Regions from separate parts of the Mus musculus genome. Here regions 2, 3 and 4 are each linked to region 1. The links are chromatin contacts, called in public promoter capture Hi-C maps. All regions are on one chromosome and are shown on one strand. Each heading gives the region's core, a stretch centred on a gene start, on an enhancer-like site or on the middle of the called end of the contact. The rest is flanking DNA. Distances are from core to core; before and after follow the strand shown. Region 1 holds the start of Ano10 (anoctamin 10). Region 2 holds the start of Fyco1 (FYVE and coiled-coil domain containing 1). Region 3 holds the start of Limd1 (LIM domains containing 1). Region 4 holds the start of 5830454E08Rik (RIKEN cDNA 5830454E08 gene).

The links. Promoter capture Hi-C pulls out the DNA fragments that hold promoters and counts their contacts. Capture Hi-C pulls out chosen DNA fragments and counts their contacts.
Region 2: a promoter capture Hi-C map of pre-B cells shows a contact between it and region 1, with 3 times the contacts expected there. The contact joins the promoter of Fyco1 here to the promoter of Ano10 in region 1. A contact is called at or near these places in 3 of 39 promoter capture datasets (the C10 cell line, cranial neural crest and pre-B cells).
Region 3: a promoter capture Hi-C map of liver shows a contact between it and region 1, with 3 times the contacts expected there. The contact joins the promoter of Limd1 here to the promoter of Ano10 in region 1. A contact is called at or near these places in 2 of 39 promoter capture datasets (hippocampal neurons and pre-B cells), 2 of 115 datasets of contacts at active chromatin or transcription factors (large pre-B cells and pancreatic cancer cells) and 1 of 9 other capture datasets (liver).
Region 4: a promoter capture Hi-C map of pre-B cells shows a contact between it and region 1, with 5 times the contacts expected there. The contact joins the promoter of 5830454E08Rik here to the promoter of Ano10 in region 1. A contact is called at or near these places in 2 of 39 promoter capture datasets (liver and pre-B cells) and 1 of 484 Hi-C or Micro-C datasets (CD4 T cells).

Annotation. Positions count from the first base shown.
Region 1 is chr9:122,292,373-122,298,886 of GRCm38.p6, reverse strand. It overlaps Ano10 (anoctamin 10), which reads left to right and starts at 4,464. Exons shown (of 13, transcript NM_133979.3): 1 at 4,464-4,583. It overlaps Gm26797 (predicted gene, 26797), which reads left to right. Exons shown (of 5, transcript NR_168548.1): 4 at 2,445-2,519; 5 at 2,761-2,977.
Region 2 is chr9:123,848,788-123,855,712 of GRCm38.p6, reverse strand. It overlaps Fyco1 (FYVE and coiled-coil domain containing 1), which reads left to right and starts at 3,814. Exons shown (of 18, transcript NM_001110253.2): 1 at 3,814-3,932. It overlaps Xcr1 (chemokine (C motif) receptor 1), which reads left to right. Exons shown (of 2, transcript NM_011798.4): 2 at 1-3,398. The coding sequence ends at 34. Gm51700 (a long non-coding RNA gene) reads right to left here. Exons shown (of 2, transcript XR_003948283.1): 1 at 4,712-6,925; 2 at 3,750-4,482.
Region 3 is chr9:123,476,033-123,483,034 of GRCm38.p6, reverse strand. Limd1 (LIM domains containing 1) reads right to left here and starts at 4,334. Exons shown (of 8, transcript NM_013860.2): 1 at 2,414-4,334. The coding sequence starts at 3,797.
Region 4 is chr9:120,573,235-120,580,226 of GRCm38.p6, reverse strand. It overlaps 5830454E08Rik (RIKEN cDNA 5830454E08 gene), which reads right to left and starts at 2,896. Exons shown (of 1, transcript NR_073359.1): 1 at 2,154-2,896. It overlaps Rpl14 (ribosomal protein L14), which reads right to left. Exons shown (of 6, transcript NM_025974.2): 4 at 6,552-6,651; 5 at 6,410-6,463; 6 at 5,574-6,132. The coding sequence ends at 5,833.

The sequences.
Region 1 (6,514 bases), core at 3,215-5,714:
TGAATTTGGTTTTGTCGTGGAATACTTTGGTTTCTCCATCTATGGTAATTGAGAGTTTGGCCGGGTATAGTAGCCTGGGCTGGCATTTGTGTTCTCTTAGTGTCTGTATAACATCTGTCCAGGCTCTTCTGGCTTTCATAGTCTCTGGTGAAAAGTCTGGTGTAATTCTGATAGGCCTTCCTTTATATGTTACTTGACCTTTCTCCCTTACTGCTTTTAATATTCTATCTTTATTTAGTGCATTTGTTGTTCTGATTATTATGTGTCGGGAGGAATTTCTTTTCTGGTCCAGTCTATTTGGAATTCTGTAGGCTTCTTGTATGATCATGGGCATCTCTTTTTTTATGTTTGGGAAGTTTTCTTCTATTATTTTGTTGAAGATATTAGCTGGCCCTTTAAGTTGAAAATCTTCATTCTCATCAATTCCTATTATCCGTAGGTTTGGTCTTCTCATTGTGTCCTGGATTACCTGGATGTTTTGAGTTAGGATCCTTTTGCATTTTGTATTTTCTTTGACTGTTGTGTCGATGTTCTCTATGGAATCTTCTGCACCTGAGATTCTCTCTTCCATTTCTTGTATTCTGTTGCTGATGCTCGCATCTATGGTTCCAGATCTCTTTCCTAGGGTTTCTATCTCCAGCGTTGCCTCGCTTTGGGTTTTCTTTATTGTGTCTACTTCCCCTTTTAGTTCTAGTATGGTTTTGTTCATTTCCATCACCTGTTTGGATGTGTTTTCCTGTTTTTCTTTAATGATTTCTACCTGTTTGGCTGTGTTTTCCTGCTTTTCTTTAAGGGCCCGTAACTCTTTAGCAGTGCTCTCCTGTAATTCTTTAAGTGACTTATGAAAGTCCTTCTTGATGTCCTCTATCATCATCATGAGAAATGGTTTTAAATCTGGGTCTAGATTTTCGGTTGTGTTGGGGTGCCCAGGACTAGGTGGGGTGGGAGTGCTGCGTTCTGATGATGGTGAGTGGTCTTGATTTCTGTTAGTAGGATTCTTACGTTTGCCTTTCGCCATCTGGTAATCTCTGAAGCTAGCTGTTTTAGTTGTCACTGTTAAGAGCTTGTTCTTCAGGTGACTCTGTTAGCCTCTATAAGCAGACCTGGAGGGTAGCACTCTCCTTAGTTTCAGTGGGCAGAGTATTCTCTGCAGGCAAGCTCTCTTCTTGCAGGGCAGGTACCCAGATATCTGGTGTTCGAACCAGACTCCTGGCAGAAGTTGTGTTCCACTCACTAGAGGTCTTAGGATATCGTGTGGAATCCTGTGTGGGCCCTTGCGGGTGTCAGGCAACTCCGCTGGCAAGGTAACCCGGGGCTCGAGTCGAGCGGAAGGGGTTTGTGCCCCAGATCAGGCCCGGGTAGCCTGCTTCCCTATGTACCGCAGTCTCAGGTTCCGCGCGATTGGATTGGGGCCGGCACTGTGTTCCACTCACCAGAGGTCTTAGGATCCCGTGGGGGGTCCCGTGTGGGCCCTTGCGGGTGTTGGGCAAGACTCTGCTGGCAAGGTAGCCCGGGGCTCGAGTCGAGCGGAAGGGACTTGTCGTGTGTGTGTGTGTGTGTGTGTGTGTGTGTGTGTGTGTGTTTGTGTGTGTGCTTGTGGAGGCCAGAGGTCAACATCACTCACCTTTTCTTATTTTTTGAGACAGGCTCTCATTGAACCTGGAATTTCTTGACTGTCTGGCAAACCCCAGGGTCCTTCTGTCTCTGCCTCGCCTGTGCTGAGGTTACATACATGTGCTGCCTCCCCTGTGCTGAGGTTACATACATGTGCTGCCTCCCCTGTGCTGAGGTTACATACATGTGCTGCCTCCCCTGTGCTGAGGTTACATACATGTGCTGCTTCCCCTGTGCTGAGGTTACATACATGTGCTGCCTCCCCTGTGCTGAGGTTACATACATGTGCTGCCTCCCCTGTGCTGAGGTTACATACATGTGCTGCCTCCCCTGTGCTGAGGTTACATACATGTGCTGCTTCCCCTGTGCTGAGGTTACATACATGTGCTGCCTCCCCTGTGCTGAGGTTACATACATGTGCTGCCTCCCCTGTGCTGAGGTATCATACATGTGCTGCCTTGCCTGTGCTGAGGTTACAAGCAGGTGCTACACTCCCATCTTTTCCTGTGGTGAAGGGGATTAACTCAAGTCCTACCACAAACACCTCACCAGCTGAGGTCTTCTCAGCCCCTAAAACCTTCTTTAATTGGATAAATAGGTTCCATTTCTGATCAAACTGGAGGAAGCCCACTACGCCCTGTGTCTCACTCTTATTGTTAAAACATCTGACAAAATATACCAGCAATGAAGTAAATGGCAGCAGTGGACTGGACGGGGAACCCCAAAGTTGAAGAGAGATCAGTGCAGGGTAGTGAGCTTCCTCTTGGTTTTGTCGTTTTGTCTTTTTCCTTTCTCTCTGATACCTTTTTCCTTTTTCTCTTGATCTGAAGCCTGGCTGAAATGAGAGCTAACAATCAGAAATGATCAGGAAACAACTCCAACCACAGTGAGCAAGATAAAGCGAGGTGAAGTACCGACTGCTTTCCTGAGATTAGTTTATTCAGGAAGCTGGCGCCTAAGACAGGGAGAGAAAAACTGTCCTTTTAGAGCAGTGATTCTCAACCTTCTTAGTGCTGCAACCTTTTAACACAGCCCCTCTGCTCTGGTGACCCCAACCATGAAACTATTTTATTGCTACTTCATAACTGTGACTTTGCTACTGTTATGAACCATAATATAAATATCCATGTTTTCCAATGGTTTTAGGTGACCCCTGTGAAACGTCATTGGAGCCCTCCAAAGGGTCCACAACCCACAGGTTGAGGACCACTGTTCTAGAGGAAGCAACTGGAAAGAAGGACTCTTGGGAACATGAGAGCATGGAGCCTTGCAAAGGGGGTTGTTACATAGCAAAGAATAACTAAGACATGCCTGTCCTAGCCTGCTTCTTTGGTTGCTCCAATAAAATTTAGACCAGAACTAACGTGGGAAGGAAAGGGCTTATTTGACTTATAGTCCATCATTAAGGTAAGCCAGGTCAAGAGCTCAAGGCAGGGTCCTGGAGACAGAACTTGAAGCAAAGACTACAGAAGAATACTGCTGCTTACTGCCTGCTCTTTTAAACAGCCAGGTTCCACCCTCTTAGGATGGTACCACCCATAGTGTGCTGGGCCCTCCCACATCATCAAGAGAATGCTCCTCCCTACCCCCCCTCCCCCCCAACACACAAGCTCAAAGGCCAGTCTGATGGAGGCTGTTCCTTAATGTGATTTCCTCTCAGGCAACTATTGGTGTGTCAGGTTCACAAAAACTAAGTGGCATGGCACCATGACTCAGGCTCACATCTTGTACTTTGCTTTGAGATGGAGATTCACTACATTGCTCAGGCTGGTCTCTAGTTCCTCAGTTCAAGTGATCTTCCAGCCTCAGTCTGCTGAGTATCTGAGACTACAAAAGTGTGGGCCACCAACACAGCTTAACTAAATTTTGTTAATTCAGCTGTGATAAGATTACTCCCAAGAGGGCTGGGATAATCTCTTCCCTAGGATGCACAAGGCCCTGGGTTTAATCTCCAGTATAAAGACTATCTGAGCAAAAAGGATTTAATAGATATTCCATTAAAATGATTGTTTTTCAAAAAATTTCAAACATTTCCAATCAGATACCAAAGAATGAAGTTATATGCAAGGATGAATGTAAGTTCAGGGGCTGAGAAAATTGGAACTCTCCAACTGAAACCCACAAGTCTCCTGAGTCGTCAATTGACTCTAATTGTTAAAGTTCTGAAAGATTTGCCTTGGTTTTCAGAGAGAAGAGAGCTTCAGAATTCTGCTGAAAACCAGCCAAGAATTGCTCCTTAAGGCAGAGAGGGGGCTAGGAGGACAACCTCCAAACCGGAACACCCCCAGGGGTTGGGGTGAAGGCCTTGTCCCCTGGAGGAAGGCAAAAACTGGAAGGGTGTGGAGGGTGGAGGCTAGACGGTAGAGGGTAGAGGTGGGCAGGTGTCTGGATTCTGGTCTAAGAGATTAAGAAAAGGAAAGCGTAAGGAGCCTTATCCTTTCCCTTCCATTCCCTACCCAGCAAAGCCAAGACCCAGCCCGCACCCATACCACCACGAGGACCGCTAGCGAGGCCCCACCCCTCCGGATGAGGCTCCCTTTCTGCCGTGAGTGACAGCAACCCAAGCCCCACCCCACTCGCCACAGCCCCGCCTTTAACATGTCTCTCTACAACGACAGCTGATGAGGCCACGCCCATGCAGCACCACCACATCCCACCAAAATGAGAACCTTCATGGCCCCGCCCCTTCCGTCGCGGCCCCACCCCTCTCCCGAGGGTCAGCCAGTGAAGCTTCACTCTGACACCTCCGCCCCCCTTCCTCGGGACTTACAACTGTTAAGGCACCGCCCCTTTCACGGTGATCCCGCCCCCCACGCCGAGTGACAGCCGGAAGGCCCCGCCCCTCCCGGTCGTTGACGCCTCCTGTCGGCCAAGGCGCCACGCCCCGGTCGTGTATCCAGTCCGCCTTAGCGCCGCGGGCCTGGTTCTCCCCGCTCCCGCGGTCCCCGAGGACGCCGCGTGGGCGGCCGGTGAGTGGGGAGGGGCGCAGTCCGTGTGGTGGGCCCGCTGGGGATGCTCCCCCCCCGCGACAGGGAAAGAGCCACGGAAGCACTGGTCAGGGCTGGAGATCCGCAAGGGTGTGAAAGCCGGCGGAGGCAGGGGGATGTCGGCCGGCTCTGGATTTGCGTCAGGCCTGGAGCAGGGCCGTCTCTGACTGACCATGGGATCCCGGGGTGTCGGGCTGCTCTGATTGACACTTCGGGGAAGGTGCCCGGTAGCCTTGATTGTGTCACACCTCGCGGTCTCTCTAGGGTTGTGAACAGATCCGGTCTGAGGTTTCTGACCGGGCCCATTGTGCGCTTTCCGTGATAGGTGTCGCATGACTCCAGTGAAGGGTGCAGAGCCCTGTCCCTACCCGAAACCCTGTTTGTTCTTTCCCATAGCTGAGGCGGTGCGTAGACGGTCTGACTGAAGTCTCTTCAAGTTTGTTCCCACTCCACAGTTGAATCGCAATCCCTTAAACCCTGATGTTGTAATCGAATCCCGGCAGTTTTAAAAGTTTCAGGTGCACTGTGAGTGGCCTGGTTTCCATTTAAAGTCACAGTAACCTTAGAGGACTAGATATTTCTAAGGACTCTTTCTGTCTTTAAACAATTTTAAATGCAACCGTGCATCCCTTAACCAGGGTAAACTGGGAGGGAGATGCTTGCTGTTTACCTGGCATGAACGTCCGAGGGCACTCACACAGACAAAGAGGCTGTGACTTTACTAGGCATATAGTTTTGTTTTCTGGGGTTTTTTTGTTTTGGTTTGCTTTGGTTTGGTTTTTGGTTTTTAAAAATTTTTGTCTGTGCGTTCGTGTTATTGTGAGTGCAGGCAAACGGATACACACAGGCTTGTACAGGACAGAGGACACAGGTGTGGGCCCTTGCCTCCCACCGTGTTTGAGATAGGATGTCTTTGTGTCTTTTCATTTTTGCTGCTGTGCTGCCTGTTCCAGGCCATTCAGCCCTATGGCTTCTTAGGGTTTTACTGTCTCTGTCTCCCATATCACCTGGAGTTGGGATTACAGAAGCACTCTACTGCGTGCTGGAGTCCAAATTTAGGTCCTCTTGATGAGAAATGAGAGATGCAGAATATCAGACAGGCATAGACAAGGCCTGGTAAACTGTAACGAGTGTGCATTTGGATAGACTGTAGTGTGGTTGCGTGTGCGTGTGTGTATGAGTGTGTAAAGAGGAAAACTAGAAAGGTTGGAACACAGAAAAGAGGATAAAGTTGAGAATATAAATGCCCTGTAGGAATGCTCAGAACCCTATGACCTCTAGTAGCATTTTGTTTTTCTTCCTAATTTGTATATTTAAAAGTGTTTTTTTTTTTTTTTACATATTATTGTATGTGTGCATGTGGGTTTACACATACCATGGAATGTGTGTAGGGATCAGAGGTCAAATTCTGGGAGTCAATTCTCTCCTTTTGTGTATATAAATACACATATAATTAATGGGGTAGTATTCTAATATTAATTTGTGACTTTTTCCAACTTAACATTTTCTCATTTATCATTTTCCTTGATCACTAAATATTCACACTGAACAACCAGCTACTTCTTTCTAAAATAATAATAGTATTTCAGCTATGTGTTTAATACATGCATGCTTGGAGGTGAAGAATTAGGGCTGATCAAGGCAAGTATATTAGTAAGTGTTTAAATGCCATCTATGCTACATTGAGCTAGTCCCTCACAGTATATACATGGGTTGTCTGTAGCTCTCTGCATTTTTACACAGTAACACCTGCTTTTGGAAGATGCCAGCTCAGAATGCTGTTTGTCCTGGTTGTTTTTTGTTTTTATTTTTGTTTTTTTTTTTTTGTTTTTTTTTTTGTAGTTGTTGTTTTCAACTTGACACAAACTATCCTCATCTGAACAAATCCCTCCACCATATTGACAGGTACACAG
Region 2 (6,925 bases), core at 2,565-5,064, 1.6 Mb before region 1:
TACCTTTACATATGAGGGACCCTCCTTCTACTGAGAGGAGAGGATGGGCACATGGAGATGACTATGGGAGGTAAAGGAAGACAAGGAGAAGTGGATCAGGAAGGAAAATATAACTGAAGATACTACAGAGTGTGGAGGAAAGACATGATACCCATGGGGAAGTGGCTTCCAGCTGGGCAAGCCAAAGCAACACTTCGTGCACTCAGTTCATCATTTATTCTCTTACTTAGACATAGATTGCTTGTTAGTGATGGTCAGAAGATCCTAAATAGAAGGATTTCTAGACTTTAGGAGGGCTTGAAGCTTATAGTATGTGCTAACTGTGCAGTGATGTTGCTGGTACATAGGGTTGCCCCAAACTATTTTTTTTTCACCTTGGTGATAGCTGACTCTGTGATTCTTAGCAGCTACAGAAAGAAAAAAAACTCTCTTCAGGACAAGAATAATCACATCTTTAAATAAGTACAGTCACAATGAAGTCTATACCATAAAATCCCACTAAAATGAAGATGGTTCTGAGCCGGGTGTGGTGGCGCATGCCTTTAATCCCAGCACTCAGGAGGCAGAGACAGGCAGATTTCTGAGTTTGAGGCCAGCCTGGTCTACAGAGTGAGTTCCAGGACAGCCAGGGCTACACAGAGAAACCCTGTCTTGAAAAACAAAACAAAACAAAACAAAACAAAACAAAAAAACAACAACAACAAAGATGGTTCCATATTCTGGCAACAGCTGCTAACACATAAGCTGGCTTTTAAATATTTAGCTCATAACTGAAAGAAAAAATACAATATGTGCTACTGTCTGCACTAAGTAATTATTTGGACAATACAAAGATGAATAGGATATTGCTGCTAACTTTCAGTTGACACCAATCCATCCAAGAAGGTCCAGATAAGAAAAGTCCACTTAACAGAGGCATTCAGGTTGAATATTCCTGTCATTTCATCTCTTCCAGATTGAGAGAAAGATGACTTCCTTACATGTGGATAATAATGCCAGCATTCCCCTCTTAACCATTCTCCAGAGCTAAATTCTCCTCATGCACCACATTCCCTTTCGCAGAGCCAGGTCCCGTGGATTCTGCCTTCCCAACATCTCTCCAGCTTATGAGCACATACCCTTGACTTCATCTTTATAGTGCCCTCTGTTCCATAGTATCTTCCTTTTGCTTCTATTTTTCCTCTGTTACATCTTCCTCCTTCAGGAAGCTGCCTGCCTGAGATTTATCTTTTATTTTACAGCTCCTCTGCCTAGAGTCTGTCTTTGACGCTTTAATAAAATTGTCCTCAAGCTCCCTTCTGAGTTACTTCTTAAATTCTTTTATTAATAAAACTAGTAACACAAAAGAGGGCCCAGATTTCCCTGGTAATATAAGGTTACTCCATCAGAATGCTCCAGAATTTCAGGTAACATTATTACCTTTGGGGCAGTTTAGACTGTTATATCTGCATCCAGGGCCAAAGACAGAACTCAGATCCTGTTCTTTCAACCAAAAATAAATACATAAAAACATATAACAGTAGACTTTAAAGAATTAATGAAAAAATTAAAAGACATAAAATAGTTATGGATTACCCAGAAGAAGTAACTTTCAAGTGGATAGAGGGATGGCTCAGCAGTTAAGAGCACTGGCTACTCCTCCAGAGGGCCTAAATTCAGTTCCCAAAGCCCACATGGTATCTCCCAACCATTTTAACTGCAGTTCCAAGGGAATCCATTGCCCTCTTCTGGCCTCCTTTCCTTTGTACACGAAGATGAACATTTCATATATCTTACAATGTGTCGGTTAGAGATCCCTCGGGCACCTTACACTTCATCCTAGTTTATATCTCTGCCCATTAGCCAGGTGGGCTTGAAATTCCTTTTCTTCTAAAAGCCTCAATTTCATCTTTGAAGTTCAGAAATGAACCCTACCTATAGCACAGAGCTGTGTTGAGTTTTAAACATAACATTATATAGGCTTTTGGTTAGGGTATGACATATTAGGTTTTTAATATATACAATAATCTACTGCACAATATTTTGGTCAATGTTGGACCACATATCACTGTGCTCCCTTAAGACTAAATCATCTAGTGATGTCATAGTCATCTTAATTTATCTAACTATACTCCAGATGAATTGTCTATGAAATTCTCAAAATACATCATTGCCCTTAAATAACCCATGATTGCTTGAGACCTGTCTTCCTCTTCTCTGTAAATTTATTTGGGATCTAAGTTTCAAACAAGGGTGTTTGAAATCCCTTTTGTGGGAACAGGACTGAGGATGGGCATTTAGAGGCGACAGAGTCACGTGACAACTCCTGGTAAATAAAGCTCCAGAGATCAGTATCAGTGTGCAGATCTGCATTTATTGCCAAGCACATAAGCTTATATACAGTATTTGAGCCAATCCCAAGCCCCTAAATCCTTGGCCAAGCATAACTTACTACATCTCACCATATCCCAATAAAAGCTGTGACTGATGAGGTAACTCAGAGAGAAGGGGTGTGGCGAGCATTGTCACCTGTAGGGACTTTTGTGAAGACTCAGAAGCAGCCACTGTCTTGACCTTAGTTCCTTTTTGCTGTCTCACTGGTGTCCCGGGAGCCATCTTAGATCTGACACCATGTACAGCAGATCAGGACTCTGTGGCACAGTGCTCTCCACCCCACATATTCCTTCACAAGGTTGTCTTCCACATGCCTCACACTCTCAATCTTAACATCCCAAAGCTGTTCAGGCTGTAGTCAGAGCAAGTTTTTCTTAGTTCACTCTATTGATAAATCTTTATTTCTGATGTCATTTCCTCCCACTTCTTCCCTTTTTTTTGTTTTCCTTTGTTAACAGAAAGGGGAATCATTTCTCTTCGTGAGGTTTTTTTTATCCTCATCCACAAACTGACAACTCCATCAAGTTAATATGTTGTCTCATATACCTCCAGTATAAAATATGAAATTAACTTAAAAGATTTCTTTTCCTTCCTGTATGAATTTATCCTGAGAACCTGGAATGCTGAAGTCTGGCAGATGCCACTATTAGCTAAGTCCTGTAAGGTACACAAGCATTTCTAGCTAACATGATGAAAATAAGGCAGTGTGAGGAGCCAGCCAGAGCTAAGAAGCGAACCTAATCATGGGCTGACATTCCTATGTACTGTCCCCTGTCTTTAGCATGTTCATCCATACTGGACTTGGAATGCAGTGTTCTATTGCACCAGGCTTCAGGGTGCTTTGCAACTCAGCAACAAGCAAACACGGGACTGAGGAAGCTAAGCATGGTAGTTCTTTAGCACATATTTTCAAACACTGTTTTTTAAGTGTCTGTTAATGAGGGGGAAACAAAAACTGAGAACTTAGGTCCAGCAGTACATACTAAGTTCATTTTTTTTTAGCTTCATAAATAAAACGTAATAGTACAAAAATACTAATGAGATTATTCTCAGATTGTTTGGGGGGTTTCGGAATCGGGCACATTATTTTATATTTACAGCTCATGCACAGTTCAAAGCCAATCGGTCACAATGCATGAGCTTAACAACAGTAAACAGCACTCGTTCAGGATTCTACACACGACTTCCGGGTATCCGAAGCTTGTTCGAGTTTCAGGAAGTGACGTCTGCCGTGAGACATGCCGGGAGTCGTAGTTAGCGTCCACCGTCCAGTTGCACCCGATGGGAGTTGTAGGCCATCCGTGAAGCATGCCGGGAGTTGTAGGCCATCCGTGAAGCATGCCGGGAGTTGTAGGCCATCCGTGAAGCATGCCGGGAGTTGTAGGCCATCCGTGAAGCATGCCGGGAGTTGTAGGCCATCCGTGAGGCATGCCGGGAGTTGTAGTCCGCGCGCGCTCTGGGGCTACTGGGCGCTTCATGGCAGTCGGCTCTGTGCTCGCCTACTCTTCCGCTCGGCCCTAGAAAGTTTCGTTTCTGCCCAGCGGAGGACCCACGAGCGTGTAAGTGCCGCAGGCGCCCGGACAGGCATCGGGGACACTGGGGCCTTTCTGGACGTCGGCGCGGAAGCTTCGTGGGGGCGTGGGTCGTCCCCTCCCACACAGGGCGCCTCGGGAGAACCCTCTCTCCAGAGAGGTTAGCTCCAATACGCAGGCTGTCTGCGGGGTCGTAGAAAGACCCTCAACACTGTTCCAAGATCGGAGCCGGCAGAAGGGGGCCGCCCTGTGAGGCGGAGCTTCGGCAGCTCTCCCCGAACCCCTGGCACAGCAGCCAAACCCCGAAGTTCTCGCGGGCACTGGGACTTGATCCCCAGAAAGCCAAACCCTCCTCTCTGCAGGACTCCTGACGCCCCTTCGGTCCAGGAGACACAGTTTGTTCCTTTTGTATCTTCGCTGACCTGACCCGCTGCCCTTATGCTCAGATAGTTCAAGGGGGCTCTGCGGTCAAGTTTCTGGAAACACCTGTAGGACGACTGAATGTATCTGGTGTGGTAGCTTGTCCTGTTGGCACCCAGGCTTGGGCTGCGGATGGGGGGCAGGGCGGAGCGACATCCTATTTGCATAAAAGAAGAGAACATGTAGTTGACACTTAAGCCAAGTCAAGTAGCTTCCTATTAATGCTATGATTCTCTGTGTCACTCTGCAAAGTTCCCACGGCTGGGCTGTCTCCTGCAGAAAAAACAGCACTTGTTTCTTTCTGTCCCTATGATTGTTTGACTTAACACAGGTGGTTTCCTTTCCAGACAGAAATGGGGCAGAGGCTCAGGACTTAATCTACTTACAGCCTCTCTCAGCAATGGTGGTCTGAAGCAGGTTAATTCCTCTGCCATCTGCTTGCTGCTGTTGCTGGGTTGGGGGAAGGGAGCTGTGGGTTTCTACTTTTAGTTTTGCAACCTCCTGGCTGCCCCGACACTCTCGGTCTATGACAACCAGTTCTGCTGTGTTGAAATGCAGAATACTGATTATGGGCCAGGATTGTTATCCTGGAAATCAGCCCAGGGCTGACTGTCAGCCTCCTTTACCTAAAAGGATCTGAAAAAAACAAAAACAAAAACAAAAAAAACTATAGCTTTAGGAGACAGAATTTATCTGTTTGTTTAATGTTCATATTTGTGTATCACTTCTTGAAAATTGTTTATTTTATTAAGAAAATAGATAACGTATACAGAGTCCTGCAGTACCGTGTGTGTGTGTGTGTGTGTGTGTGTGTGTGTGTGTTCTTAATATTTTACTTTATTTTTGTAATTGGTTTAGAACTTGGAAATGGTCTCAGGTTCCTTTGCCCCTTAGCCAGCATGGCTAAGTGCCAAGTGTTTAGCCCAGTCCTTTGAAGTGAGATAAAAGACACCACTTGTAATAGCAAAATCATCAATAACAAACATCTGGTGGTCTTGTTTTATGTTAGTCCTTGAGGCTGGAGGCCTGCTGCCTCCAGAACACAGAGTACTCAAGAAGTGTCAGTCCTTAGTCCTAGCTTCCCTTTGCAGGGAATGGTTAGCTGACAGGTCACCTCTGATTTCTGGAGATTCCAAAAACAAGATAAAACTCAAGACTGGTGTAGCAGTGTGAGCTAGAGGAAGTGTGTTGACTACCTATGATCTCATGCCAGGAACCACTGGGAACCCAAGAGTTAGAGGCCACATTCACTACAAGCATCTCCCAGGCAGCAGAAAGGGTTATAACTAAGGTTTTTAACCTTAGAGGTACCTGTAAGCAGAGGCCAGTTGTTTGTGACCATGTTGACATCTGAGTGACTTTGTGTTCCTGCTTCTCTCTAACAGCATTTGAACCTTAATTTGAAGTTATTGTGGGGTAGAAACTGGGGTGTTTCTGTGAGCTTAGACATGGAAAAACACTGCTTTCTAGTTACTTTTTGATGTATCACTAAAATTAACTGAAGTGTCTGTACCATCCTAGGAGCATAGCTCTGACCATGCACAGTTGGGCAAGAGGAATATTATCATCCACTTTCTGACATTGGAGCCATTTAACTAGCCTAGTTATAGTGGCCACCAACGGTCCTTGTTGTTCATAAGACTCTGGCATTTGAACAGCAATAAAGGCCCATTTTCCTTTGGTCCAGGTTTCAGTGTCAAGAAGAGGATATTTGCACATTATGGTTTAGTAGAAAGGTGTAGGAGAATCTGTGGTTTTTGAAGACTATGCTGTGGCCTGGTAATTGGTTACAGTACTTATGGAGTAGGCTAGTGTTTGGTTTTAGTATCTGTGGGCTGACCTAGCCAACCAGTAGCCTGAGGTACTGCACCTTTGGCCTGAGGTAGGACATCATATTTGTGATTTCTTAGCATCCAAAAAACTTGGACCAAAAGAACCATCCAAGCAAACTTTTCATATACTTAGAGCTAGGCCAAGAATGAGTTCCTAGAGAGATTCAGTGTAAGTCTGGACAGTTGAACCAGAGAGGGTCAAGTGAAATGAAGCTATAATGAATTTGCTGAAGCTATGATTTTCCCTCCCTCCTTTTTCCAATCACAATTCTTAAACTTTGTGTGAAGGAAGATAAAGGTTCACCTCCCCCACACTGCACCTGAAAAACAAGATGGAAAGTGGTCAGTAACTTAACATGAGCTAAATGTACATCTAGTCATACCATGATCCTCATCACATTATTTCTTGAATAATAATGTACATATAAAGCAGTCTTAAAGCCTGAACAGGGTACAAATTGACAAAAGTCACCTAATAAGGAAGAGTGTCTTGTCCATTCCTCCTAGCTCAAGCTTCAGTCACCCTGGATCTTGGCCTTATTCTATTTCTATCATGCTTCTTCCTAGGGGCACCAGAACCCAGACTCCAGATACCACCCCACCCAGTTTGCCTGGTTGATATTGTCAGATCCACACATCTGGGAATGGAAACTGACTGGGGAAATGTGTTGCCTGTTAGACCACCACAAGAAAATGCCACAAATTAAGCTTAAGCAACAGAAACATATTTTCCATAATTCTAAGATTTTCCATAACTCCTAGATAAAG
Region 3 (7,002 bases), core at 3,085-5,584, 1.2 Mb before region 1:
TGGAATAATATTCTACCTGGAAGTAAAAGGTAACCATGATTTAATATATACTGAATTTTGCAAGTGCCATGAGACCTAGGGAGGGGGCCTATGAGGTCTAGTCAATTCTTTTTATAGTCAAGGGAGGGGCTGCCTAGGAAAGCAGATGGTCTGTTAAAACTTGCCTGCTCAGTCCTTAAAGGGAGGAATTTCCCTGCCACATGATCAGTCAGAGATAGACACTCTACCATCAAAGCAGCCACAGGGCAGACTCCCCTGGCATAAACTCCACCAACCCCACCCTTTCCCTACAGAGATACACAGTGGTCCTGCCATCCCTGTCCTTCAAGCTTCTGCCCAAATGCAATCTTCTCAGTTGAGACCGCACTTCATGACCCAGTTCAAAACAAGTAATGTCACCCACAGGCCAAGGCTTCATCCTCATACTCTACCTAGTACTTCTCTCCCTAGTACTTGCTCGTTTCCTGCTGCTTGCACTGCACTGTCTATCCACCATGTATTCCCAAGGCCTAGCCCAGAGCACAACCCAGACAGGTGACCAGTGGTTGGGGCTGAATGAATAGAGTAGAGGTCAATATCGTTGCTCTGATGACAAACGTAAACCATCGCCCCCGAATAGATGTTTTTGTTCTATGAGCTTTAAATCAAAAACTTAATAAGTTTAAATTAAAGGATCCACTACATCTCCAGCTAAATATTATTTTTCAAGGCCATGCTTTGCAAACAAGATGGGACAGTTCACAACATGATAGTGCTTTATGCTTTAAAAAATAAACAAGGAGCTAGAGGGGTAGCTCAGCAGTTAAGGGCACTTGTTGCTCTTGCAGAGGACCAGGGTTCAATTCCCAGCACCCACATGGGGGCTCATAACCACCTGTAACTCCAATCTCAGGCAAGCTGATGCCATTTCCTGATTTCTACCAACATTAGACATGCATGTGCTATACATACATACACACAGACAAAACACTCAAATACATAAAATAAAATAAATCTAAGAAGAAACTAGTTAATAGCAACCATGACCTCTGACTGCTGAGTGTCGTGAGCACTAGTTCCCAGAGCTGCTCATACTAAGCAGATCCTAGTCCTACTATGGACTGCATATCTGCCCATGGCCCATCTCCTTGGGCTGGTGACCCGCCTAAGGCCTCAGGAAAAATGGGTTCTTTTGGAGAGTGGGAAAAGCCAGCATCTTTCCCTCAAGGGTCTTCCGTGTCCCGGCCTCCTCTACTGGTGAAGCCACCATTTGGGAGGACTTGGACTTCAGAGAAATCATGAACCCACTACTCAAGAGGCCAAAAATGGAGAGAGAGAGAGAGAGAGAGAGAAAGAGAGAGAGAGAGAGAGAGAGAGAGAGAGAGAGAGAGAGAGAGAGAGAGAAAATTAAAAGATGAAAAAAGCCACAGACTCCTAAACACAAGCTGTCTTTCCAAGCCACCCGCTCCCATGAGACAGGCAACTGTTTTCAACAAAGGAATACAGCCACGTTCTTGCTGCCTCCAAACATCGTGTAGAAAAAAAAGTCGAAGCCAGTCGTCTGTAAAGAGTGTGTGGGTTTTTTTTAGAAGAGAGAATGAAATCTGCAACTTTGGGTAAAAGCCTGGAGAAGCACCTTCACCTTGTGTCAGGTCACACCTTCGGGTATCGCCTGCTGCTGGCTGGTGCTGGGTGTGGACTGAGTCAAGAGGCACCTGGCCCAGTTGTTATCGTGATCCTGCAGAAGTCTCTCTCCTTCTCCGATCTTACCCTGAGCTCCTGCTGCAGCAGATCCAGGGAGGGGCTAATGATTTCCTTTTGTAACCAGCATCTAGGCAAAGATATGATGCTGGTCCATGGCTACCTGCAGAACCACCATATGAACAGAAGACAAGAAACAAAAGCCACACATCCCACACATTTATACCATGTAGAACAACCACAAATTTGGTCAGCTCAAGCCAGTCACTGCAAGAAGCTTGAGGTGGTACCTCAAACCCTTGAAACACAAACTCACAGAATTTCCCTCTTTTTTGTTTTGTTTTGTTTTGTTTGTTGATTTGGTTTGGTTTGGTTTGGTCAAAGCAGGATTTCTCTGTGTAGCCCTGGCTGTTCTGGAACTCTAGCTATAATAGACCAGGCTGGCCTCGAACTCAGAGATCCTCCTGCGTCTGCCTCCCAAGTGTCGGAATTACAGGCGAGCATCACCACCTCCCAGCTTCATTTCCCTTTTTTGAGGGCAGTTATGAGCAATCCCACCCTGCTTCACTCTGCTCACATGGGTAACTCCCATATGCAAAAGGCTGCTTTCTGCCCGCAGCTGCTTTCAAGTTTCTAAAGGAGCAGAAGTAGCTGAAAGAGGAAGGAGAAATAATAGCATCCTGGTGGGGACACCATCGCTCCACCACAGGCAACTCCAAAGCATCTTACTTACCGAAGTAGTCCGCTTTGGGGTGAGCATCCATCTCTCGCTCCAGACGCTGGGTGAGGGCTTCCAACTTCAATTCCGCAGTGGAGGGTCCAAGCTCAGGGCCCGGTGCGAGGGTCTGGCAGGGCAATCTCACCCTGGAGGGGGTGGGACTCCCTGGGAGCACAGGTTCCAGACTACTGTCAGTGGACCAGCTGGGAGAACTCTCTTTACAAGATAACTCAGATGGAGTGGACATTACCGGATGGACGTTACTGGTGGGGCTGGGCTTGGGACTAGTGCCAGACTCCACGCATCCAAACTTAGGATCCAGCCCGGTGGTCATACCTGGCTGGGTACTGTCCTTGCCAGCTGTCGAGGATAATGGAGCAGAAACTGAGAGGTAAGACTTGGGCCCATCCTGCAGCCAAGGCTGAGTGTCCACAAGGGGTTTGAAGACCCTGCCTGAAGCCTCATATCCCAGACCTGAATCTCTTTTCGGACAAGCTCCTTGGCTGGCGCTGCTAGGGACCATCGGTGCTGAAACAGTTGTGCCCTTGGGTTGAGCGGAGGTCCCATTCTCCAAGCCCATGGAAGAAAAACCGAGGTTCACTCGCTGAGAGGAGGCAGTGGACCAAAGGCCTGTTGGCTTCTCGCTGCTATGGCCACCAATGCCACCGTCCTGGCCACTGATGCCACTTTCAAAAGACCTGCCAGAGCACACTGTGGAGAGCTGTGGCTGGTAAGGGTGATGGTCTCCACAGGATTTGGGCAATGTGGAGTCATTCCCTGGGCAACCAGGCCATCCACTTCCTACACCCAGACTCACGCTGGGGCACCCTTCAGGTTTATCACCCCACTGTGGGCTTGCCAAAGAGAAATTGTCATAATAGTCTCCGTGAGTGAGGCAGGAAGGGTCTTCACAGGAGGGACTCAGGCCGTGTAAAGCAGGTCTCTGGGAACTCACAGGCCCCTCCCTGGAACCACAGTTCTGACTGCCAGGCCTTGCACCATGGGCAGATGGCCTGATCCTCTGCTCCTGAGATGGGTACGAGGGCTGCGCGGCCGCAGTGGTAGTAGCTAATCCAGGTGCCACTGTTGGCACAGCCAGAGGAGGCTTAGCGGCCCCATCTGCAGCCAGCTTGCCGCTCGCACCCTGACGGTTCCCACCGTTGACCGGGCTTCTGCCTGCCCTAGGTAGGGCCTCCTCCTGTAGGAGCTGCTGCTGTTGCTGCTGCTGGAGGTGGATTTTGGCCATCTTGGTCGCGAACACCCTTCGAGTTTCCTCAAATTCTGGGTTGTTGCCAGCACCCTTGTCCACCCGGAAGAGCCCATCCTTGGAGGCCTCATACATGTTCAGGTCCTCGATGAACTTACTGGCCTCAAGGCCCAGATCATCGTATTTATCCATGTTGTAGATCAGTGTCCGGGGCCTAGCCCTGGTTCAAGGTGTGAATGTGGTGGGGGAGATTTGGGTGCTGGCCGAGGTTTCAGGTCCAGCCTAAGGCAGATAAAGATTCCCACCTGCCCAGCAAGAAGGTCATGACTCCAAAACTCACAGTCCAGCCAGAGTTGAGGCCTTCAGGCCAGCGGGGCTAAGTTTACTTTCAGACTTCTTTTCCCCCGGGGAGCGTCCACGTGGGGGCAGAGCAGCCTTCAGCCGTGCCCGGCCTGCTTAGAAAAGTTCTCTTCTCCAAGTCACAAAACCCAAAACAGGCGAAAGAAGACAGAGAACGTCCACAGAAAAAAAGTAAACTCACATCCACGTCGAACAATCGAACTTGCAAACACACCGGGCAGCCCCTGGCCTGGGGCCGGTGGCCGGATCCAGCAGAGCTCACTGCAGCCGCGGCGCGCGGCCCATTGTCCGATGGCGGCGGCCGGCGGCGGGACGCGGAAGTGAGCGCGCGGGTCGTCAGTCCCGGGAGCTCGCTGGCCGGCTGCGCCCGCCCCGGGCCGCGCAGGGGCGCGGGCGGAGGCTCGGAGGGCGGGGCGGGGCGGGGCGGGGCGGAGGCTCGGAGGGCGGGGCGGGGCGGGGCGGGGCGGGGCGGAGGCTCGGAGGGCGGGGCGGGAGCGGGGCGGGGCGGGGCGCCCCCTGCAGGCCAGTGATGCGCACGCCGAGTTTTGGCGTCCCTCTCTGGGCACCGGGAGAGAGTTGCAATTCCCGCAGTACTTTTGCCGCGGACTGTTCAGTTTCCCGCCGCTGCTGGAGAGTCAAGGGTGCGCCAGGCTTCCCTCGGGTCCCCTCGAATGAGAGCATCTGTGTTGGACGTCCTAAGTGTGCCCAGAGAGGCTTGTCGTCCTTACTGGGTTTCTTGAACCCCAAGCAGTTCTCACCACTCCAGGTTGCCATGGCTCTAGATAACACACATAGCTCCTATGAGGTGACTGGGGATAGTTTACGTTTCCCACACAGCCGCCAGCGTGATCTAAAACCAATCCCAGGCCTGTCACTCTTGAACTTGAACCCTCAAGGCTTACTCCGGACTTATTTTGAAATCCCGCCTTCACTTCTACAAACAGGCCTGACTGCCCCGCCTACCCTCCCTCTGATTTGGGACCTTCCCTGCCTGAACTCCCGGTGGATGGAACTTCCTAGTGCCTGCCGAGAGCCTGCTGATCAGCTTCTGGTGTCTCTTCTTTCCTTCCCAGCTAAAATCACCTCCCCGTAAAGTTACCCCCACCCACAACCCCTTTGTTTCCTGCTTGGTTTGAACACTATTTAAATCCAGGGATACTGAAGTCACTGACCTGCAGGCTTTCTCCCATCTAGTTTAAATGTTTCCAGGTCTCTGCTCATACTACCTAATAGATGTAAATGTTATGCAAATAGTTCTCAGCAGTTTTGTTTGGTTTTGTTTTGTTGTCTTTCAGGAATCATGACAAGAAAATGAAATCTGTATGTGTTTAACATAAACACCTTTTCTTTTCCTGAGTATCTTGCCCTTGTTCAGATGTGGAGCTCTAGGTATGGAGGGTCAGCTCCAGCTGTTTATTTGTCTGCATGCCCCTTTTTGGTTGACAGCTAATCAGTTATCCACTTCATTACACCTGTATATGCGCAGGGTTTGGTTGAACATATGTGTCTTGGCAAATCTCTCTAAACTGTGACGAGGAACAAACAAGATAATATATATGGAAGTGCTTATATTCTTATATTCTATAAACACAAAAATGGTTCACTGTCCTGTAGACTCTGAAGGTTCAGGATATTTGTTGAAAATGAAGAGTTCCAGGCTCCAGCCCCAAACTACTAACCCCAGATTTGTGTTTTACGGCATCTGTGGGATGGGAAGACGATTTGCACAATAAAATTTGAAGAGTGAGTACTGCTATAAAGCATTATACTAAAACTAGGTTTTAAAGTTATTTTAGTTTCAAATTATGTGTATATATGGTGTGTGTGTGTGTGTGTGTGTGTGTAGGTGAAAGGGGAAGAGAGAGGTGGGGGAGGAGAGAGGACAGATGTTCTTCTAAGCCAGAGAGAGAATCAGAAACCCCAGAGCTGAAGTCGTAGGTGGCTGTGTGGCGCCCTGTGTAAGTACTGGGAACTGAACTCCAATCCTTTGCAAGGACAGTGTGTGCTCTTTACTGCTGAGCCATCTCTCCAGCCCAGGATTAAATATTTTTATTTTAAAAGAATCTCCTATACCCAGAGCTACAACCCAGTGATAGAACACTCGCTGGGCATACATGAGGGCCTGGGTTCCATCCCCCAACAACTACAGTAATAATAACAGCAGCTTATAAAGATGGCATCCAATATACCATTATGCAAGTGATCCTTAGAAGTGCTGGACATGGGCTGGAGAGATGGGTCAGTACTTAAGAGTACTAGCTGTTATTTTAGAGGACCTGGGTTTGATTCCCAGCATCCACACGGTGGCTCGCCACTGCCACAACACCCTCTTCTGGTCTCTCTAGGTACTGAATGCATGTGACATAGACAAACTTGTGAGCCAAACACCCATACACAATGTTTGAATGTTTTACTGACGCTGTTCAATACTGAAGACACCGAAAAAAAATCCTAATTCTGTGCACATTTATTTAATGCCAAAATTATTTAATATAGGCCACTTTTGTCTGTTTCATGAACTTGAAAACATGTGTTGACTAGTATTTCAAAAGATGTGTTCAGGGCTTGTAAGGTGGTCCAGCGGGTAAAGGCACTTGCTGCCAAGCCTGCTGACCTGAGTTTGATTTCCAGAAACTATATAGTAGCTTCAACTCCTCCAACATACACACATTAAATGAAGGGATGAATTAATGGATGAATGGATGAGTGGATATTTTTTAAAATGTATTCATTATTGCCTATCAGTTGTTTAAAAGGCAAAATATTTCTAGATCTGGTGGTGTAATCCTAGTTACTTAAGAGGAGAGTCATAAGTCTGAGGCCTTTCTGGACTGAAAAGTAAGTTCAAGGCTAACATAGACAACTTAGTGAAACACTGTCTCAAAAAGAAAAAAAAATAAAAAGAGAGATCTGAGAGCTGGAGATTTGTCTCAGTGGAACATCAATTGCCTATCATAGGCAAGGCCCTGAGTTTGACCATCAGCACTACAAAACTTAGAAACTGAAAATGTATTGTAGGTAGTAGAGCCTGTTTCAA
Region 4 (6,992 bases), core at 1,647-4,146, 1.7 Mb after region 1:
GTGCAGGCTGCAGGCTGTTCCACTGACTCTGTGTGAAGTACACAGCCACATCCTCAAAGGTCACCATCCACTGAATCAGCAAACTCCCGATCAAGCTTGAGCGAGACAGGAGGAGCTCTGAGCTTCTGAGGAGTCCACAATCCCCAGCCCTCATGAATCGCAGCCAGCACCACAGCCAGAAACCAATGCACCAATGTTCCCGTTTTCAAATGTGCAGCCCCAGCTCTGTGCCACCCACACGGTCTGGGGTCTCTCACTGCCGTTCCAATCTACAGCCTAATACCCAGGCAATACTCTCTTCCTGGTAACCATAGCAACCAGAAAGGAATATATTCCTGGATTTACAGATTGCCCTTCAAGGAATGATCATCCTCGTGTACTCCTGTGCCACTTGGCTTTTCTAAGTAAAATGCATTTTCTATTAATTCTTTGAGAATTTCATACATGCATACCAAGTATTTTGATAATATTCACTTCCCGATCCTTCCCTAACTCCTCCCACACCCACCCTTCAACCCCCACCCGACCCCCATGTCTTGTCATGTGTGTGCATCTCCACGCCCAATCTGTACTGGTCATATGTTCATGGTGTGGTTGACTACCAGGGGCCACAGCCTTCAAGAAACTGATACTCCCTCCCTGAGAGAGCACCAACTGTCCGTGGCTCCTCAGCTAGGGGTCTGGAGCTCCTGAGCCCCTCCCTCCTCCATGCTAGAATGCAGACCAGCTTGAGACCTCATGTAGGTTATATGCAGGCCACCACAGCTACTGTGGGATCATGACTGCAAAGGCTCTGTTGTGTCCAAAACTCTCTTCAGGGTGAGAGACTCCTCCCTGATCTCTGGTTCTTACAATCTTTCCACACTCCTCCATGATGGTCCCAATCTTGAGTGTGACTGAGATGACCATTTGTGGCTGAGCACACTTATTCCCTGCAGTTTGGCCTGTTGTGAACTTCAGCATTAACCACTGTCCCCTGCAGAAAGGACCTCTGATGCAGTCTGAGCGTTGCACTAATCTGTCTATAGAGATAAATAATTTAGAGGGCAGTTTGACCCCCTGGTTGGGGTCACCCCCTGGGCCCTATAAACACCCACCTGTGGGTCATGTGGTACTAGGCATGTGTTTCCTTCTGTGGGAAGAACCTCAAAGCCAATCAGAAAGCAGTTGGTTTCCCCACGCAACATCAGCCCACTGTTGCACCATGGACAATATTTTGCCAAGCTGGTCATTACTATAGCTTGGTGTTCACAGCTGAAGATTGTTGGTAAATCCACCCTGACCTCCCCACCCCCCAGAAACCTGCACATGACCCTCTGTTACCATGACAACAGGCGGGCAGGAAGTCAGCACCAACTTGATTTGTTTACGTGCCATGACCACGGTTCCACCAACACCGGGATGTGTTGGCTGTCATTCACCCTGACTCCACCCATCTGCAGTGTAGGGAATCAACCCCATTTGTTCCTCCCTAGCTTCTTTTCAGGTTCCCAGCACCAAACACCGTGTAGAGCACCTGAGCTCTGAAAAGTCAGTGCTTTACAAACCATATGTCCCTGTCTCTCGAGAAAGCCAGCTCTCTTCAAAGAGTTTGCGTGTTCTGGCTTCCTAGAAAGAACATCTTTATAACTATGGGTCTGACCCCAATGGAGTCACAGAACTAAATGTGAGTCACAAAAGCAACAGCAAACATCTTCTGAGTTTAGTGACCAAAAAACTGATTTAAATCAAGTGCGTAACAAGTCCAAGGTTTTTCCACCCGTGTGGTAACGAGGCCACCTCAGGTGTAAACATGGTGTGTGTGTTCGCATGACAAGAGTTCAAAAAAGAAGACTCAACTCTCAAAAGTGTCTGTGGAAGGCACTCACAAGCCTCAGGTCACAGCAAACCTCGTTCTCAGCCCCTCCCCTCCTCCAGAAGGTTCAGTGAGTAAAGTTACTTGCTGCATAGCCTGACTACCTGGGTTCCATCTCTTGAACCCACACGGTGGAAGAGTTGATGCTTGAAGGTAGTCATGTGACCTCCACACACCCTCTGTGGCACACACGTCTGTATACACACACAAATAAGTGTATGGGAAGTGAAAGAAAATTCGCACACTGAATACTGGTCTCTTGACAATACGACCACAATGAATGAAGCAAACTCTTCAACACGTTTTAGTTTGTTTTAATGGATGAATGTGGTCAATGTCCGCCACACAAACTCAGGTACTCCCAGAGATCCCTGGAAGAACCTGGAGTGATAGGAGGTTGTGAAATACTCCGCAGGGACTCTGGGAACCAAACTTTGTTCCTCTGGAAGAGCAGAAGGTACTCCAACACAAGGTGTAACCCAGGCTGGCCTCAACTCCTGATATTCCTGCTTCTGCCTCTTCAGCATATCCTACTAGCAACGGACACCAGAACCAGCTCAATAATGAACTTCCTAACTTCAGCAGGTGACTCTCGTTTGCAGACACTCACGGGATGTTCTGGCATGGTTCTCCTTTCTTCCACTAGCATCTGCAACGTAAGCCTCACCACTCCCAATATAGCCTCCTGTGGTGCGTGGGTTCCGTATCTCCCACTGTGACACCCCAACCTCCTCGGACATCCCCATCCAAAGTCTTCCTGCCTCCCACGCAGGTCTCCACTCTGCAGACTGCGCGCTTACAAGGCACGAGTGTCTGACGGCGAGGGGACAGAAATGATGCTCCGCGCCCCGGGGACGCCTCCTGGGGCCCAATGCGTCCCTGGGCACGGAGGGGGGGGCAACATCGGATTGTCCACTCGTGGCAGGCTGGGAACGCTGAAGGAAGGTTGCACTTCTGACCCAGCACCGGGCGCAGTAAGTCAACGTCCGACTCGCCCGAACTATCTACAGGGCCAAGCCCCGACCCGGAAGCGCGAGCGCACTCCGGCCGCTCTAGGAGTTCCGGAGGCCTCATCTCGGTGATAACACCGCCCCACCACTTGTCGGTCCAGCGGAGTAGGAGGGGTTTGATGTGGCTCAGGGCGCCTGCGCACTTGCGCAGACTCCCGCGCATCTGCTCTGAAGATCTGAGAGGTGCGCTTTGAGACGTTTGGGTGCGTGCGCATCTGGGCAGCAGGTGGTAAGCGTTGCCCGCTCCGGGCAGAAATTATACAAATTCGCTTGAGCGATCTCTCTGGTACCAATTTTAAATAGCAACATTGATTGGGGAAAAAAAAAAAATCACACCCCCACAAATAAAGATTGGACATCAGTGTGCAGTTTCTCATGCTGATACGGCCGGAAAATTAGCTTAGCCGGTCACTTCTCAGCACCAGGTGGCTCAACTGAGCACCAGAAATCTAACGGCCTCTTCTGGACTGCCTGACCCTGCACTCACAGCATATACCCACAAAGACACAAATCATCCTGAAAAGTATTTTCATAGACTCAGCAGTTAATAACACCTGTTGCTCTTGCAAAGGGCCAAGACTCAATTCTAACAGCCATATGGTGGCTCACAATCCTATTCTAAGGGACCCAACATTCTCAGACACCACAATGAGGCACAGACCTAATATGCTGGCAAAACTCATTTGCATAAAACCCCAAACTTTAAAATGGTAAAGCAGTAAAAATGATAAGGTAGGAAAAGCTTATTTCTTACTGGACACGATGGTACTTATCTGTAATGCTAGCACTACAAAGGCCTAGACAGGAACCAGAAGCCCTACCTCAGACAATGTTCAAGGTGTGTGGTGGTTGATGGCCTATGCTGGAGGCTAAAGCATGAAGTCCCCTGGAGGCGGACAATGGTGGTGCACGCCTTTAATCACAGCACTTGGGAGGCAGAGGCAGGCAGATTTCTGAGTTGAGGCCAGCCTGTTCTACAAAGTGAGTTCCAGGACAGCAAGGGCTATACAGAGAAACCCTGTCTCGAAAACAAAAGACAGACAGACAGACAGACAGACAGGCAGAAAGAAAGAAAGGAAGAAAGAAAGAAGAAAGTCAGTCAGGCCCCTGGAGCTCAGAAGCCAGAAAAGCAAAGTGAGACCTTGTTTCCTGAAAGTTATCAAGTCCACAGCAGTCCCAACGCTAAGAAATCCTTCATAAATACCCCTGAAAACCAATCACCAAATACCTCACTGAAGTAACCATGCTTTTGAAACTGCTGGCTCCCAGGCACTGTTGTCCTTGATTTCAGTCCCCTCCTCCCCTGTCCCCTTACCTCAGGCTATACCAGTAAAGCCAGTTCCAGGTGCTAAGTTCTTAACCACCAGCATTTCAGTGCAAAAGGACTTGGCCCTCCTGCCAGCAGCCAACCTGAGTATACCTAGATATGGGCTCTGTTGCAGAAATCCACTTCCTGCAGTCCTTTAATTCCCAGCCCTGGGAAGAAAACTGCTGCTTCCTGACAAATCACTTGCTAGTTCAAAACAATACCCATTCTACCCCACTCCCGTGTGCAGACCAGGAATCCTGGGTGGCAAGGCTGGAAATGTCAAGATTACAGTTGAGTGTTGTCTACTTTCCCACAAGCCTCAACAGGCCACCTTTCGGACTATCTACAATTCTACCATGTAGAATTCTTGCCGGCAATGCTCTGGGGGGTGTGGGGAGGGTGCTGTTTAATGAAGCCAGACTCTCTTTTTCCTACTAAATTCTGTGGGGTGAATTATCCCAGTCTGTATGCTTTAATCCCTTTCTCAGAATCCCTAAATATGAGCCCATGAACAGGTGGCTTATGAAATATGGGATCACCACCTTCCTGATAGCAGAGTAAGTGCCTAGACACGTGTTTTCAACTTCCTTCCCACTAAGCCAATCAGGACTGGCTAAACTGAAGTACCAGTTTGGGGTTTTTTGATTTTGGTTTTTCGAGGCAGGGTTTCTGTGTACCTCTGGCTGTCCTGGAACTCACTTTGTAGACCAGGCTGGCCGTGAACTCAGAAATCCACCTGCCTCTGCTTCGAGTGCTGGGATTAAAGGCGTGCCGCCACCACACCTGGCCCAGTTTTTGTTTTAATCACATGACCTACCTCAGTTCCAGTTGTCACTTCCCATTCTCTTCAGGAGCCCTGTACCTTCCTGTCCCTGGCTGCCTCAAAGGTTCACACCCATCTCTGCCTCACGTCCCTTTCTCAAAGGCTAAGAGGACTACTCCACATTGCACTATTTCCTAGAAATAGCCTGAATCCTGCCCTCAATCTTCCACCTGCTATTTCACAGGGTAGACGCAGAGCCCACAAATGCTGTTGACAATGACAGGACTCCCCCCATGCAGGGTCATTCCCACCTGGTATTCCAGTGTCCACCTGTCCAGGTGTAAACTGTGGACAACAAGACTCAAAAGCACCCAGTGTGCTGGGAATAACCCTGCAAGTAATCCACCCCCACTTCTCACAAATAACACTTCCTGCTTTTCAGGAGTCCACCCTTTGTGAGGACCAAGATTCTCTCCAATCATCCACTTTCCTAGAAATATTCAAAGCCTGTTTTATAATCCAAAATTATCAAAATCATGCTGTGGAAAGAGAAGAAATGCCAAATGTATCACACATGCGAGGCAGGCAAGCCCAGCCCCACGTATCTTTCAACAATTATACTCGACTATGGTTCATCAAAATGAAGGAATTCCACCCGTTGGTGGGAAATTTATTTGTTAGGGTTAACGACACTGTTGTACTGTCATGGTACCCCCTGTATAAAGGATCAGTTTGACTCTGGCTGTATGCTAAGTACTAAGGCCTGGGTAGAATGAGTTTAAGTAGCCCATCCTATCTACAATCCCACCAGTCTATTTCCCACTTGGCGACAAGCTTAGAGTCCACACATGAGATTTACCACCGTCAAAAAGAACCTTTATTATTCTGTGTAGCCTCACGCTTTCTTGCCAGCCGCCTTTGGAGCAGGTGCTTTCTGGGCTGGGGTCTTCTGACCCTTCTGACCTTTAGCAGGAGGTGCTGCCTTCTGGCCTGCAGCCTTCTGAGCAGGAGCCTTCTGGCCTGCAGCCTTCTTGCCTGGTCCTGTGGCCTTCTTGGCTGGGACTTTAGCTTTAGCAGCAGCAGCAGCTGCAGCCGCCGCAATGGCAGCTTTGGCCACAGCTGCTTTTTTGGGAGAAGCTTTCAGGATAGCAGCTCTTTGAAGTTTCTTTACTTCAGTCTTGATTATTCTGTTCCTCTGAAAAAACACAGAAGAGCACTTGCTACACTCACACAACAATACGCCTTATGTCCATTGTTAGAAATTAAACTGCTTCCACACACATAAACTATAGAGAGATTATTTCCAAGACTCATTTGGTCATTAAGCCAGCTACTTTTACCCTGAGCAATCTTGCTGGCCCTAACCTATCAAGAGCTATAAACATCAATTACACACAACACCACAAAATAGGGACTGGCTACTCTTCCCTCATTACCCTACAGCCAATATAAATGTACATCTGAAGACTTACCATTTTCTTTGCCTTCATGACCTTGAAACGATCAAAGTCTGTCATCTTGGCTTTCTGTTAAAAGAAAAACAAAACTCAACTGATCTCCCCTGACATCTCAAGCACATCCCGCCCTCCAGAACTCAAAGCTTTGTGCCTTTACCCTTTCTCTGGCATCAATTTTCTTGGCCCATCTTGTGGCTGCCCATTTCGTATTGATATCCGCCTTCTCCCAAGCTTTTCGGACATACTTCTGGCGGGCACTATGAAGATCAAGTCACATATTACTCAATCAGCTTTATGGTAGGTCATGTCAAAAAAATATTTCAAAGTACACTTACCACTGCTCACACGTGTGCATAAAACCATGTCCCTTTGTAAATAACAAAAGCTGCTCCTTACACCTGCTATATTTTGCACATTAACTTGGCTAAGTTTCTTAACCACTAAAAACTTCTGCGCTTCGGTGAACCCTAGATTCACCTGTAGTCACTCCGGTACATGGTGACCATAACCACTCCACCAGCACCCCTCAGTTGGCATCTGTCTCAGAGACCACCCAGGTTAAATCCACTCTGTGGTGGCTCATTACAGCAGGTGCTTC